Linked DNA regions of Mus musculus: regions 1 and 2 are each linked to region 3. The links are chromatin contacts, called in public ChIA-PET and HiChIP or PLAC-seq maps. All regions are on one chromosome and are shown on one strand. Each heading gives the region's core, a stretch centred on a gene start, on an enhancer-like site or on the middle of the called end of the contact. The rest is flanking DNA. Distances are from core to core; before and after follow the strand shown.

The links. ChIA-PET counts read pairs in DNA pulled down with a chosen protein or histone mark. HiChIP or PLAC-seq counts read pairs in DNA pulled down with a chosen protein or histone mark.
Region 1: a contact with region 3 is called in an H3K4me3 HiChIP or PLAC-seq map of embryonic limb bud, with 2.9 times the contacts expected there. The contact joins the enhancer-like site here to the promoter of Stil in region 3. A contact is called at or near these places in 5 of 39 promoter capture datasets (the C10 cell line, the HPC-7 cell line, cranial neural crest and 2 more), 1 of 484 Hi-C or Micro-C datasets (nephron progenitors) and 5 of 115 datasets of contacts at active chromatin or transcription factors (embryonic limb bud, embryonic stem cells and stem cell-derived neural progenitor cells).
Region 2: a contact with region 3 is called in an RNA polymerase II ChIA-PET map of memory CD8 T cells, with 18 read pairs. The contact joins the enhancer-like site here to the promoter of Stil in region 3. A contact is called at or near these places in 7 of 39 promoter capture datasets (the 3T3-L1 cell line, the C10 cell line, cranial neural crest and 4 more), 7 of 115 datasets of contacts at active chromatin or transcription factors (the SCID.adh cell line, bone marrow-derived macrophages, craniofacial prominence and 3 more) and 3 of 9 other capture datasets (adipose tissue, liver and pancreatic islet).

The regions. Positions count from the first base shown.
Region 1 is chr4:114,687,380-114,690,079 of GRCm38.p6, reverse strand. The region is part of intron 1 of Gm33655 (a long non-coding RNA gene); the gene reads left to right. Among named protein-coding and RNA genes, the nearest start is that of Gm12829, 8.4 kb to the right of the region's middle. Within about 2 kb of position 1,304, at least 35 of the 459 cell types and tissues checked have an H3K27ac peak or open chromatin away from gene starts, as enhancers often do. A contact at or near this core is called in embryonic limb bud and nephron progenitors, where this site is marked.
Region 2 is chr4:114,650,505-114,653,204 of GRCm38.p6, reverse strand. The region is part of intron 1 of Gm33655 (a long non-coding RNA gene); the gene reads left to right. Among named protein-coding and RNA genes, the nearest start is that of Gm12829, 28 kb to the left of the region's middle. Within about 2 kb of position 1,319, at least 87 of the 459 cell types and tissues checked have an H3K27ac peak or open chromatin away from gene starts, as enhancers often do. A contact at or near this core is called in the SCID.adh cell line, adipose tissue, bone marrow-derived macrophages and 2 more, where this site is marked.
Region 3 is chr4:114,998,735-115,001,434 of GRCm38.p6, reverse strand. It overlaps Stil (Scl/Tal1 interrupting locus), which reads right to left and starts at 1,317. Exons shown (of 17, transcript NM_009185.3): 1 at 1,088-1,317.

The sequences.
Region 1 (2,700 bases), core at 55-2,554, 310 kb after region 3:
TGAGCTCTTCAGAGCAGCCTTGCCCTGCTCCTGTGGATGTCCCAGCTCCTGCCAAGGCCTGTCCTAGATGAATCTTGGGGTGGGCTGGGAACAACTGCATAGAATCCTGATGAGGAACTGGTCCCAGTTTTACACTCAAGGGAGTGGAGGAGAGATTTGGTCTGGGAGGAGCTTAACTAAATGGCCTTTAAGGCCTTCTCCAACTCCAGAATTCTTGGATTGAATCTCCAGCAGGGAAGAGGCAATGCTTTGGTTCCACAGCGCTTGTACTTACTCTATGTGGGTATATGTAGGACACTGCTCTTCACAGTGAGTGGCAGTATCATGATTGGCAGAGGAGATGCCAAGGCCTATGGAAGCCAGAGCAATGGGCCCTTGCCCATCGTGTTCCAGAAGATTCTTTCCGTGTTCCGGGCCCTATGCATTGGAAAACCACCTTCTGGTAGAACTCTGACGGGGTGGAGGTGTGTGAGAACTGTGCTTCTCCATCTATGACCTCAGGTAGTGGTATAGGCGACTGAGCGTTATTCTTAAAAATGCTTGTATTACATTTATTGATTTGTATCTGTGTGTGCGTATGTTCATGGAATGCGTGCCATGGCACAAGTGTGTGGGTCAGAGAACCAATGATTTTCAAAAGCTGGTTCTCTCCTCCTCCTTTGTGAGTCCTGGGGATCAAACACAGGTTGTCAGGCTTAGTGACAAATGCTTTTATCAGCTGAGCTATCTCTCTCTGGTGCCATGACTGAGTTTTAAATGTAATCGAAAGACACATTGGGCAGAATACTGGGTGTTCAGATCCGGTGCATCCTGTATCCCGTATCCTGTATCCACAGCAGAAGATTATGTAGGCCAGGGTTGCATTAGGCGCTTTCTTTTCTTACCATGTAGTTCCACAATCTCACAGGGAGGGGGCGCTCCAAGGCTGGCCAGGTAAGCTTACTGTGTGACTTTTGATAAATCTCTCCACTTCTCTGGGCTAGTTCATCAATAAAAAGAGAGGACAGACTATTAGGCTTTAAAAAGAAGTAAAGACAGAATCTAGGACCTGGATTTTCTTGAAGGAGGGGAAAGGAAGTCTTCACTCATTGTTCCCCTTGTCCTTCGTTCCCTTGGTTGACCCCAACCTTCCACCACCCAGAGCACAGCTCCCAGCGACCTGAAGAACTTTTGTATTTACCGCTTAGCACTTGCTGTACGCGGCTCCGGCCTTCTTTAGAAGCCTTTTCTTTACGAGTTTATTTTGGCTTGTGCTGAGCATTCATAAAATTCCTAGGGAACTGGAGGTTCAAAAGTCGGGCTTGTGGAAGGAGTAGGTGGGAGGGGGTGGGAACAGCAGAGAGGGGCGAGGCAGGGCCAGCCCTGGGAAGCTGGAGGAAGAGGCAGTTTTCCATTCTCCACTCGGGCCCCGCTGGCCGCTTGTGAGTCTTGGGTCTTCTGGGTCGTGAAAGGGGAGAAGGGGTGAAGGAGAGAGAGGTGTGGGGGAGCTTGTGGGAGGAACTGTGGGCCTGGGAGGGCTGGGATCTTCCCACCCACAGCAGAGCAGTTTCTGATAGGAGTCCCGCTGGCTTGTCCTGGGTTTTCTTGTCATTCATCTCCTCCTTGGACAGGGGCTCCTCTGCAGGTTGGAGGCAAGGATGAACGCCTGAGCCTAGGGCATATGAAACAAATTAGGTCTCCGTTACAGCCACCCAGAGGCGGGTGATGGATGGGGCCTGTGCTCTCAGCAAAGCTAATTGGCAACACACAGAGACATCCAAGAAAGTATATTATTTTGCCAGACTTTGGAGTCACTGGTCGCCGCGCCCCCCGCCCGTTATTTTTCTTTTTTTCTTTTTATTGTTAGAACATTATACAGCCAGAGATGAAAAGCACGGTGAAAGTTTTCAATCTAATAAAAAGCATTGACTGCAGAGCAAAAATAACGCACACAGAAGAGTTTGTTTTGGATCTAGGTTTTACTAATGTCCCCTCATTACAAAATGGTTCCAGTTACAAAACAATTCAGAGACTGCCACATTAATAAACAGCTTGTCTTTCTGAAGGGTCAGGGAGTGCATGGGCGCGTGCACACGCGTACACACACACACACACACACACAGGTGCATGAATGCCCACATGATCAGTGATTCCAGAAGAAGGAGCTTGGTACAAATTGCAAATTGCACTTACACCTTGGTAAAGAAGAAAAGCCTCCAGACTGAGATGGGGCAAAGCACCTGAAGTTTATTCAGGCTCACCTGATCCAAGAATTCTAAATAATGTGCGAACTGTAGCCAGCTGGAATCCACATGGTATTCTAGATCTCACTTTCCTTAAGTTTTTTTTTGTTGTTGTTGATGTTTTGGTTTGGTTTGGTTTTTTGTTTGTTTGTTTGTTTGTTTGTTTTTGGTTTCAGTGTCCTCTGAGGATCTCAGGATTTCTCTAGTAAATCCTGGGCACTTATTATTTGTTCTCAAGTATTCTTCTCTTTTTTTTTTCTGTAGGAAATAGTTACTAGATCTAATATTGATCAGCAATGGAAAGATTCCAAACCGGAGTTAGAACCCGACAAGCTGGGAGCTGTGCTTTGCACATCCCTGTAAAAGAGTAACTAGTCATAGGATCCACTGGGGCATTTGCAAGACAGCCAAATGAGCGCATCGTAGGGTGGGCAGGTGGTGATGATGTTTCTGATCAGTGGCTTCTAAATGACCTTCA
Region 2 (2,700 bases), core at 70-2,569, 350 kb after region 3:
ACTTCATATAGACCTGTAAAAATAGCTCATTTTGTCCCACAGGGCAGGCAGAGAGGCAACACCAATAGCAATAGTGAAACGACAGTGAAATCAGTGCTCCAAATCTCCACATTAGAGAGAACCCTGTGTGTTTCTCAGGTCTGTTTCCTGTCCAGCTTCAACTGCTTACACATCTTAGCCTGTCATCTGTGAGCGATTTGCAGCTGAAACAGACTTTCTTCTTTTGTTCTGAAGTTCGACTACCACATGTAAGTCAGGACTCCACCACTTTCCTTTACATTATCATACCCATTGTGTGGGTGGGTGTCACCAAAGAACATGTGTGGAGGTCAGAGGACAATCTGTGAATCAGCTTTCTCTTTCTACCATTTGAGTCCTGGGGATTGAACTCAAATCTTCAAGTTTGGCAGCAAACCTCTTTACACACTTAATCATATTGCCGGCCCAGCCCCACCATTAAATTACTTTGAAAACGCTACTTAATTTCTTGGTCTCTGTTTCTAGATCTGATAATTGGAATTATAACAGTTCCTACTTCTTGGCAGCAGAAACAGGAAGCAGCAGGCTGACCACATCTCATTTGCATACAGGAAGCAGCAAAGACAGAGCAGGAAGTAGGGCAAGGCTAGAAACAAGTGGTTTTCAAACTTTTCTAACGCTGTGACCCTTTAATACAGTTTCTCATGTAAACACCTCTTCCCCGTGATAAAATTATTTTATTGCTACATCATAACTATAATTTTGCTACTGCTACAAATTTTAATGCAAATATTTGATATGCAGGATAAACTCTCAAAATCCTCCCAAAAGTGATGTTGTTCTTCTAGCAAGGTTTCATCCTTTAAAGGTTCCACTTCCCCAAACAGCACTACCAACTGGGGAATCAAGTGTTCAAATATATGTACCCATGGGGGACATTTCTCATTCAAACCACCAGTGCCTGTTATAGTAAAGGAAGGTAATAGGTTAAAAAAGAAAGATAGGAAGAAAAGAGAAAAACTTCAGATGACAAACTTAGTGAATCTTTCACATCAATCCACCTCTATCTTCCATGTTTGCTTTCCCATTTCTATCACATTGTTGCTTCTTTCATGAATGTTCTAGAAAGAATTGTGACCTCAGTCATTCAACAGATATTTACAGAACACTTCTGGATGCTAGGTGTGACCAGATGCAGAGACTGCTTACACAAAGAGGAACTCTGGGTTCAGCTAGTATTGAATCATGGGCCCTTCCATCTTCTCGCAAGGAGACTCCCTCCCAGGAGCCAGGAGGACCTGTGCTTGCTGGCAGGCAGAACAGATGCTATGGGCTTGAAACACTGGGATGTCCACTTTGCTCTGCTCTCGCTGCAGCCAGGCATGCTGAGCCTTGGTCACATTAGAGTCCTGGCTCTGCCAGTTTGGAGCCAGGCCACTTGTTCTTGGATAGACTCCCTTAATCTTATAAACCCTGGCTTCCTTACAAGTAAAACTAGGGTATAATGCCTGCCCTGCTTCAATGCCCGAGTTTCTGTGAGAGGAGATACTGGCGATACAAGGGAGACAAGAGCCCATGCCTCCCCTCCTCACCATCTGAGGGAAGGAAGCAAACACGCCAAGCTGTGTACTTTCATTCTCTACATGATTCTCCCACTCAGGATGCCTTTCTTCAGGCAAATTGTAACCCATACAGTTTGGTGAGAAAAGCTCCCTAAGTTCCCTAGGTCCCTATAGGTGTGGTGGGGAGCAGGACTCCTGGTCAGTCCTGGACTGTGACTTAACTCTCTCTTTCCAGGCTGGAGAGAATCCATCGTGGACCTCAGGCTGTTAGAGCTGAGCTTGGGCCAGGGATGTGCAGTGGGTCTTGGTTGGAAGATATGTGTAACCCCCCCTCCACTCCCACACATAAGACATCCAGGCATAGAGCTCATGGGAACTGCTGCAGGGCAGGGCTGGAGTTTCACTTTTGGCCTAGCTTAGATGGAGAGTGACAGGGCTGGGGGCTGCCTGACAGTTCAAAGAAGATATGTGACTCGGAGGTCAAAGTTCAGCAGAGAAGTCATTCTCTAGCCTCCTCAACTGGGAAAAATGTGTTCAAGCTGTTGCCCCTCCTGAGGTCTGCCCTGTCTTTCTGTTCCCTCCCCTGGCTCCTCGCACTTTTGGGTGGGGGCGGGGTTCTTCTGGGTCTCACTCACATGGCCTGGATCCATCCATCTTTATGCAAGAAGTTCCTGGGCTCTCGTCGCACTGAGCCTTCCTGAAGGTCAGGCTCTGGTGAAGCTGAGGTGGATAAGTTCACAGACTGGATGGAAGAAAGAGACAGAGCAGACCCTGTTGATCCAGCTGGATCTAAGCTCAGAGGATGAGAGCTTCTGTTTATCTAGTGTTCCTTATGAGCCACAGGTTGTGATGCATCACGTCACTGGACCAGCACCGTATATACGAAGCCAGTAGCTCCTATGCCATTTGGCAGCTAGAGAGCTATGAGTCACTCGGAGGGTATCTGCCTACAAGAAGCTGGTCTGGAAGCTCCAAGGCCTTATCCATTCTACCATGTGCCTTTCTCCAGAGTGGGGAGAGCTGCTCCACGAAGCTTGGAGCAGTGAGGGGTGTGTGTGGCTAGTGGTCCTCCTGGAGCACTTTGTCCTCGCTGGGCACCATGGAGCAGGCATGGGCTGGAGAGAGATTTGTCTTAAATCTGGGAGCTCAGCAGCAGCGC
Region 3 (2,700 bases), core at 68-2,567:
GAGAGCAAAGTTCTACTGGATATAACCTTTAAGGATCAATTAAAACTTATCCCAGAGATATGAAACTTCTTGAAATACAGGCTTGTTTTTCTTGTTTGTTTGTTTGCTTGTTTTAAAAGAAGCCTTTCTTTAGCAGTTGACTGCCATGGTATCAGTAATCACACTGATAACTCTACCCCCACAAAGTATAAGTTTTCCTCACCAACAGGAATGACTTAAGTGCCTGTCTCTCCTTTCATGCATTAGGTCTTTCTCATCTGAAAGCCACCAAATGAGATTTGATAACTAGCTCATCTTGATAGTATTACTTATAAAGCTAATGGAGCCAAAGCTGTACAAACCTGTACCTAACAAAAATAGTCTGCTCAGGGAATGTCTTCATTGTGCAGCAAATGAGGACCATCAAGTCACCCTCACCTCTTCTCCCTCTTACCCATAGAAAGTTCTTTCTGGCCTCCCACCTTAGCTGTCCTCCTCAGCCCAGCCAGATTTACTGACAAGTCCCTCCAGTGCAGACACAAATGGGTTTATGTACAAGTTTTTCCCCTGACTAGAAAGTCAATAGCTTTTCTTCATATATAAAATAAAAACCCTTCATATTAAGGTCCTACCCAATTACTGCAACCATAACCCCGGTCACTCATCCTCCAGTCCTAACTCGACTATCAGCAGTCGATAGGACTACACAGGCTGTCCTCCCCTTCCTTTGGAATTTCCTACTAAATCCTATCATCCAACCCCCAACACGAATGTGCAATCTCTCAGGGTGACATCACTGTCTTTGTGTTCAGACACTGTACGTCCACGCCTCACTTTTGACATAGGTCTACTTCCTGTAGACCACGGACTATAAACACGTAATAGATTCCTTACACAGTCTGGGTCAGATAGAAAGAATGCAAAAAAGCAAGGATCAGGGTTTCAGTCTCCAAGAAATTTCTACAGTGAAGTCAATCTGAGGCACGTCACAATGTAAACTTCTTTCCCATTTTTTAGCAGTGAGGTCCGCCTTCTTTCTCCCCTGGCGGCCCTGTGGTCATCGGTTCCACCGCGCTAACTCCGACCTTACAGGCCGCTTGTTACTCACCGTGCTTCCCGGGCCCGTAGGGCGCCTCGGGGAATCAGGAGCTCAAAGATCCACCGTCGCTGTTGTCACGGCCGCCGCCAAGCTAGGGTTTGGTTGTTGGGCCCGTTTGTTGGGCACGCAGAGTCAGGATCCAGGTAGCGTCTCAGATGACTGCGGCCCCGCCTCTGGGACGTTGGGGTCGCGGGAACCGAGGCGGCAAGCGCTCGCTGGAGGGAACCAAAGGGCGCGCCGCGCCTGCTGATTGGCCAGAAGCCCGGCCAGTCCCGCTGCAGGGGCGGTACCACGGTCGTCACGCAACGTCTCAACTGCAGACTGCTGTGACGACCAATCGGAGCCCAGCCTGGGATTAGCGCTCGCCCTATCCCAAGGTTCTTTAAAGAACCGAGGGCGCCATCGCAGCTCTGTGTCACTACTCAGAGGATTTAAACCTTCATTTGGTCAACGGTTAAGTTCCGGTTTGGCTGGCATTGGCCAAACGCATGCGCAGTTAAAAAAAGAAATCCCGGCTGGTTTGCTGGAAGTGCTTCCTGCACAGATTGTGGTCTGACTGCTGGGATCCACTTAGCCAAGCTTGGTTCTCCCCTGTAATTCCTGCGCTCTTCCGAGGCAGGTGCTGAGACAGGAGGCTCGCCACGAGTTAGAGACAAGCTGGAATTATTTAGAGACCCTGTCTCAAAAGACTAGAGTCGAGTGTGGTGGTGCGCCGCCTTAGTCCCAGCTTTGAAGAGGTGGGTGGAGGCAGAGAGGTCTTCTAAGCTACGAAGCAAATCAAAGACCAACTTGGTCTGCATGAGACCCTGTCTCAGGAGAAAAAAAGTTTTCAAGCCCTTAGATGATCAGAGATAGAGGAGGTTAAATTTGCTTTAAGTTGTTTCTAAAATATGATCGATCTTACCAATTTTGGGAAATTCCTTCTCGTTGAACAGAAAATACTGGTGGCTATTTATACTTATTTCCAGTGCTGATATTGGGGACAGTTGTGGTGTGTGATTTATGTGTGCGTGCTGCCAGAGGTCCATGTTGGAGATCTTTGAGATGATCAGGCATTCGTTGTAATTAAAACAAAACAAGAAAAGACTTAAATTAAAAAGGAAGCACGTCTATAGTGTTAGGGGAAGGTAGCAAACGTGTTCTTAGGATTAGTTCATGTTACATTAAACTTTGTGTATTTTTTAAAAGGCAGGTAAAAATCTAAATACATAAAAGACTTTAAATTAATAATGTATCAATGTTGGGTTAATAGAAACAAATGTACATACTTATATAAGATGTTAAAAAAAAAAAGAGGAAAGTGCGTGGGAGGTGTGCTTCATTTATTTTCTGTATATCTGAGACTGTTCTGGGAGGCTAGTATGCAGCTAAGTAGTAGTGTAGGACCCCAGCATGTGCAGGGTCCTGGGTTGAGTGACTAGCACCACACACTAAGTAAATACTTTTAACAGGTAAAATCTGGGGCTGTAGAGATAGCTCAGTGGTTAAGAGCACTTGCTGATCTTGCAGATCATCTTGGTTGCCGGCATCCTGGTTAGATAGATCACAGTTGTCTTCTGGCCTCCTTGGGCACACCCATCCCTGGCTGCCACACATGCATAGCCCATAAATAAATCTTAAAA